Linked DNA regions of Mus musculus: region 1 is linked to region 2. Evidence: chromatin contacts called from public HiChIP or PLAC-seq data. All regions are on one chromosome and are shown on one strand. Each heading gives the region's core, a stretch centred on a gene start, on an enhancer-like site or on the middle of the called end of the contact. The rest is flanking DNA. Distances are from core to core; before and after follow the strand shown. Region 1 holds the start of 4921513I03Rik (RIKEN cDNA 4921513I03 gene). Region 2 has its middle 3.6 kb from the start of Gm35130.

Region 1 (2,700 bases), core at 201-2,700, 43 kb after region 2:
CTCTCTCTCTCTCTGTCTTTCCTGCTTTCCTGTGTCAAGTACTCCCAGGGCAACTCCCCCTGAGTGGAAAGAAAGCTGTCAGGATGAAAGGACCCTGCTTATGATGAACAGCTGCTGGCTGGACCCATGCAGGAAGAACCAGCCTCAAGTTAACTCCTTGTTCCCAGCCAGCCAGGAACTGACTGCATCCAGACTTCTGAAGCCACAGCTCTGAATGAAGCAGCTTTTTATGAATGGAGAGCCATGCCAAAGGTCTTCAAAGCCCATGGGATCTCCTGAGCATATCTTCACTCCCCCCGGTCTTTCACAATAGACACCCTAACGTGTCCACCCCAGGAATCGAGAGGCTCAGACCTCTGGATCTACCACTCTTCCCTAGTTTTTTGGAAGACCTCAGCCTGTTGCTGTTCAGAGGCACAAATGGCACTGCCAGTGAGTGGAATAGCATCTGAAAGCTGCCTTAGTTTGCACAGTCAGTTCTATCAGAACAGGGAAAAGAAGGGCACATCCTAAAGACACGTTCTGTGTAGTCAGAAGTCCTGTAGACAGAAGGTCTATAAAGCTTCAGGTTCTGTTAAATTACTGCAGGAATCAATCTTAGCCATGCTTTCCAATGCAGCAAAATGTGATTATTTTTCCAAAGGGAAAAACGAGCCCCAGTTTGCAGTAGATGAACAATCAGGTGGGAAGAACTGGGCACAATTCTGCACCCAGGATCAGCCTCAAACCTTCCCTCAGCATCTGCTGAAGGCTCCAGCTCCATCCTATAATAGCGAACAGGATAAGAGTATCAGCTCACAGGAGAAACATATCTATACATTGATAGCTGTACATTAGTTGTAGGTACTACAAAAACTCAAAGACTATCGGAGAAAAACTTTAAAGAACAGTTTCCTTTGAGCTCATAGTTTAGTTATTTCAGTCCTATGGTCACCTGGTTCCCTTGTCTGTGAATTATAGTGATGCAGACTATGTGATGGTCTAACTCTGATCAACAACTTTATTGGATTAAGAAACCACCAAGGCATTAGTGAGTCACACCTTACCTCTGAACTTATCTGTGAGCCTTTTTCTAGAGAGGAATGACTAAGAGGGTAAGACCTTTCCTGAACATAGTAGAGACCTTCCCATGCACTGCGGACTTGGCTGGATAAAAAGAGGACTTGGCTGGATAAAAAAAACGGGAGAGGAGAAAGCCTCTGAGCTCCGTCATTCCCTCCTCTCCTTTTCCTGGTCCGCTGAGATGTGAATCAGCAGCCTCATGCTTCTGCTGCCACGCCTGCTAGCCACTCCCACTACCATGCCTGTGAGCCACGCCCACTGCTATGCCTGATAGCCACTCCCACTGCCATGCCTGATAGCCACTCCCATCGCGATGCTTTCATGATTGTGACAAACTATACTCGCAAACCATGATCCAAAAGAAAACCTCCTTCTCTCGCATTTGGTCACAGCTGCTGGAAAAACAATAGAGAACAATGTGGAGGAAAGCAGTCGGGGTGGAGCAGGGCTTCTGATCTCACTGCAGCTGGGTAACAGCATGTGAATTCGGGCAAGGTAAGCCATTCAAAGGTACCCTCCCAACCCGCCACTTCCAGTTAGGTCATACCTCCCAAAAACACACTCAATGATGAAGTCATCAGTAGAATGGTCTGTTGGTGTGGTTGGTATCCTTCTTATCCATCTACTTCTCAACAAAACTGCCAGACTCAAAACCTGAGACTTTGAGGGGCATTCGAGGGGCATATCACTCAGGGTTCTCTAGAGGAACAGATCCAATAGAACGTATATTACAGAGGTAATCCATTATGATGGCTTACAGGATAGGTGCACTCGTGCCTGCTGTGTGTGTGTGTGTGTGTGTGTGTGTGTGTGTGTGTGTGTGTGTGTGTCTGTGTGTGTGTGTGTCTGTGTGTATGTGCTGTTACCTGCAGAGGTCAGGAGGGGGCGCATATCTCTTGGAGCTGGAGTTAGGAGTGGTCGCACAGAACTCAGAACCTCCGGGGGAACAGCAAGTTCTCTGAACTGCTGAGGCATCTCTCAGGCCCTCTGCCAGAATCCTTTGAGTAGATCCGCCCTTCACTCTTCTCCAAGGTTTTAAATCTCTTCGTGAAAAAAAAAACAGAATCAGACAAACTTAAGTACCATCATCTCCTTACAACGAGCAAAGAATGTTATTTCAGGATAACTCTGTAGGTTCAGCAGGATGGAAATTCCCACTTTCCTCTAAACACCATAAAACAAATACAGGATCGGGAAGCCCCGCTCTTACTGTTCCCACGGGTTTCCCAGATAAGAGTCGTATCTGTCTTTTCCACTTCACTGGCCTTCGGTCTAGTTGGTTTGTTCTCAGAGTGAAAAGGATGGTGGTATTGTGTGGTACTGAGACGAGCTGCCGTTATTGGCAGCTGTCAATCTGCCACTGTGCTCCACCACTGCTCCACATTGGCTGAGATGGAGCCGGACTTCACGTGAGGTATGGCGGTTGTGTGAGTCATGGCCATCACATTAGGCAAGCCAGACTATGATCAATACTAGGATTTTATTTTCACTCTAAGAGCTTATATCTCGAAGACCAGAGCACACTGCACAAGAGTCTGACTAGCTCTGTCGGTTAGTCTTTATCGGGGCTGCTAACAGGAGGATGGGCGAGGGGTTACTCACAGGAGCAGGGTTGACTCAAAGGCAGGCACATCACAG
Region 2 (2,700 bases), core at 102-2,601:
CTAAGGGATGTGGCCCTCACAAGCCACTGTGATCCAGCTTGTAGATTGTTGAGTTCTCTCTCTCTCTCTCTCTCTCTCTCTCTCTCTCTCTCTCTCTCTCTCTCTCCCCTCCCCTCCCCTCCCCTCCCCTCCCCCATCCCTGCCCCCAGGAACCCTGCTCTTTCTGCTAACTATACCACAGCCAGAGAAACATGGAGGTAGATACTGATTAGAGATGTGCGCTAGAGAGAAAAATATGCCTCCTGGCAGAATCAGAAAATGGTCAAATTAAACAAAACAAAGCCAAAAAAAAAAAAACCAAAAAAAACCAAACCAAACAAAACAAACAAACAAACAAGCAAAAACAAATTGCCAAACGAAAAAAAAAAATTGCCGAACGCTGAGAATTGAGGCAACAGCAATTCCCGCCGGGCACTGGGATCCATTCTCTGTCTTGTGCGAGGCACAAGTCTAATTACAGCTCTTATGAGGAAAGATGACAGTGTTTTATTTTATCTTATTTTGTTTTGTTCTTTATGTGTAAACAAACCAGTCAAGGGCTGGTAAGCCTCAGCCAGCTGGCATTTATTTGTTTTTATCTCCTACTGTGATTCACCTTGTTTTAATTGACTTCCAAGAAAACATTCGGGGATAGGGAGTGGGGGGGGGCACTTCGTGGTTGTGGCTGTAGCTAAATACACACGTTTACCTGAAGCCGGAGTCAGGGAGGGAGGACACAGTGCCTTCAATTCCCTACCCAACTTCCTTCCAATCCTATCACCTTAGGCTATCCTGCCAGAGTCCGTGGGGCTGGCTTGGAGAGAACTTGGGGTTACGATGGAAGACCTTGTGCGCCTGCGCCTTCTGTGAGCGCTAAAATGCTGGGTCTCCCTGGGAGCAGCTATCCCCGGGTCTGACAGCTCCTACCCAGAGTCCTCTCAGACTCCCACCCCAAACTGGCATTTGTCGGGTGTCTAGCAAGTATCCTGGCTTTGGTTTTCCCATTGAAACCCAACGGCTATATAAGTGAAGAGGAATGTGGAGGCGGGGGCAGAGGAGGTCTGCAAGGTGATCGTATTCTGTCGTTTGGGGGGACGTTAGGAAGTCCCTTTTCAAATTTTCTCCCCACAGAGGCTGGGCATCCTACCACTTGTGAGGGAACTGGCTTCCCTAAGAATGTTAGGATTATTAACATAGCTTAGGAAATGAGTCCCTAGAGGTTCACCATGGGCTTGATCGCACAGAATGGCTGCTGTGAGAGGCAGCCTGCTTGCGAATCAAGGGCTGGAGATGCTCTAGAGGATAACGTGCTGTCTCTCCCTAAAGAATCTGGAGTGTGCTTCCCGGAGTGAGCAGCAGGAAGTCTGACTGACCTACATGAAGCATCCAAACAGAGTTAATGATTCATTCAACTGCTCTCTCAGACGTTCACTAGCCAGAGGTCTGAAACTTAATTTTTTTTTTTTAATAGAAACTGACACCTGCGGTTTAAGAATTCCCTTATAGCCTTTGGGATAAAAAATCTTGGCTTCCCATTTTAATTCAAAGACAAGGTGAGAGGCTTTCCTTGTAAGAGGAGCCAGCAAGGAACACTCTCTGGCTCCTTCTGTTAGGGGGCCTTGCCCTCCTCCCAAGCTCTGCGGCCTGGGTACCTTTGATGTCCAGGCTGCCTCCGACCTCATCTCAGCAGGATGCTCTCCTTGATCCCTTCCAACCTCCCCACCCAAGGTCCTCCTGAGTGTGGGAAAGTGGGTGGAGCAGAGTAGCGCATCTGAGGTCTCTCAGCCTGCAGGGCTTTCGGAGTGAGGGGCCAGGTCAGCAGGAAGGTGCAAAAGGATGGAGTGGAGACGGAAAGACAGAAAAGATGGAATGGACAGAGCCAAGGGCCCAGCCAGAGCTTCCCACGGCACTCACCACAAGGTACTGGCTGTATTTGGTGTGGTCTCCGACCCCCAGTTCCATCCCATTTACAACTGCTTAAACAGCCCTGTATCCAACCAGCTCATGACAGCTGTTTTGACCTGTGGAGACGACTCTGGATGGTGATGGATAGGCGGATAGACTTGCTGGGTATGGCTGCATATGCAGCCAACTGCCCACTCCGATTTAAGCTTTATCCTTCTACCGTTCCTGGTGTAATCCCCACACTCTGCCACCCCTCGAGCCTTCTTGTCTTTATAATCTCTGTCTTGTTTGTTCTATGCCATTCAAGGAGCTACAACACCTTTGGCTTCCTAATGCTCTTTCCACATCCAAACTTCATCCTCTCTCTGCCATTGGCTTTGAAGATGTCCTCATCTCTCTGGTAAATAGTACTACATGTACAGCCCCCCACTCCACCCCACCCCCGGCTTTCTGGATTTCAGCAGAATTAACCTGAAAGTTTATCTTAAACGAAAACAATTAACTAGTACTCAGTGAATGGTGGCTCTGAGAATTGATAATCAATACGTATTCTATAATGTCCTTTGGTTGGTATGTTTCTTCTGTAAGTGACAGGCAAGTGTGAAGGGGCTAAAATAATGGAGGTGCCAAAAGGCATCATTTTCTTTAAAAGGTAGTTACTGAGTCTGCCTAGTTTTGTGTCAGCCACTTCATTGAGAGCCTTAGAGCCTGGGCTGTTCACTAAAGTTCCCAGATGTTTGCTTTGACTTTCTAAAGAGGACAGTAAAGACTGGGCACATGGCATGAGTGGATCACAAGACACTGCCAGTTTCAACA

Evidence for each region. HiChIP or PLAC-seq counts read pairs in DNA pulled down with a chosen protein or histone mark.
Region 1: a contact with region 2 is called in an H3K27ac HiChIP or PLAC-seq map of embryonic fibroblasts, with 13 read pairs. The contact joins the promoter of 4921513I03Rik here to the enhancer-like site in region 2. A contact is called at or near these places in 5 of 39 promoter capture datasets (the 3T3-L1 cell line, 3T3-L1-derived adipocytes, the HPC-7 cell line and 1 more), 1 of 484 Hi-C or Micro-C datasets (muscle stem cells) and 2 of 115 datasets of contacts at active chromatin or transcription factors (embryonic fibroblasts and embryonic stem cells).

What each region holds. Positions count from the first base shown.
Region 1 is chr10:120,764,282-120,766,981 of GRCm38.p6, forward strand. 4921513I03Rik (RIKEN cDNA 4921513I03 gene) reads left to right here and starts at 1,451. Exons shown (of 3, transcript NR_038000.1): 1 at 1,451-1,557.
Region 2 is chr10:120,721,325-120,724,024 of GRCm38.p6, forward strand. No RefSeq gene overlaps it. Among named protein-coding and RNA genes, the nearest start is that of Gm35130, 3.6 kb to the left of the region's middle. Within about 2 kb of position 1,352, at least 23 of the 459 cell types and tissues checked have an H3K27ac peak or open chromatin away from gene starts, as enhancers often do. A contact at or near this core is called in embryonic fibroblasts, where this site is marked.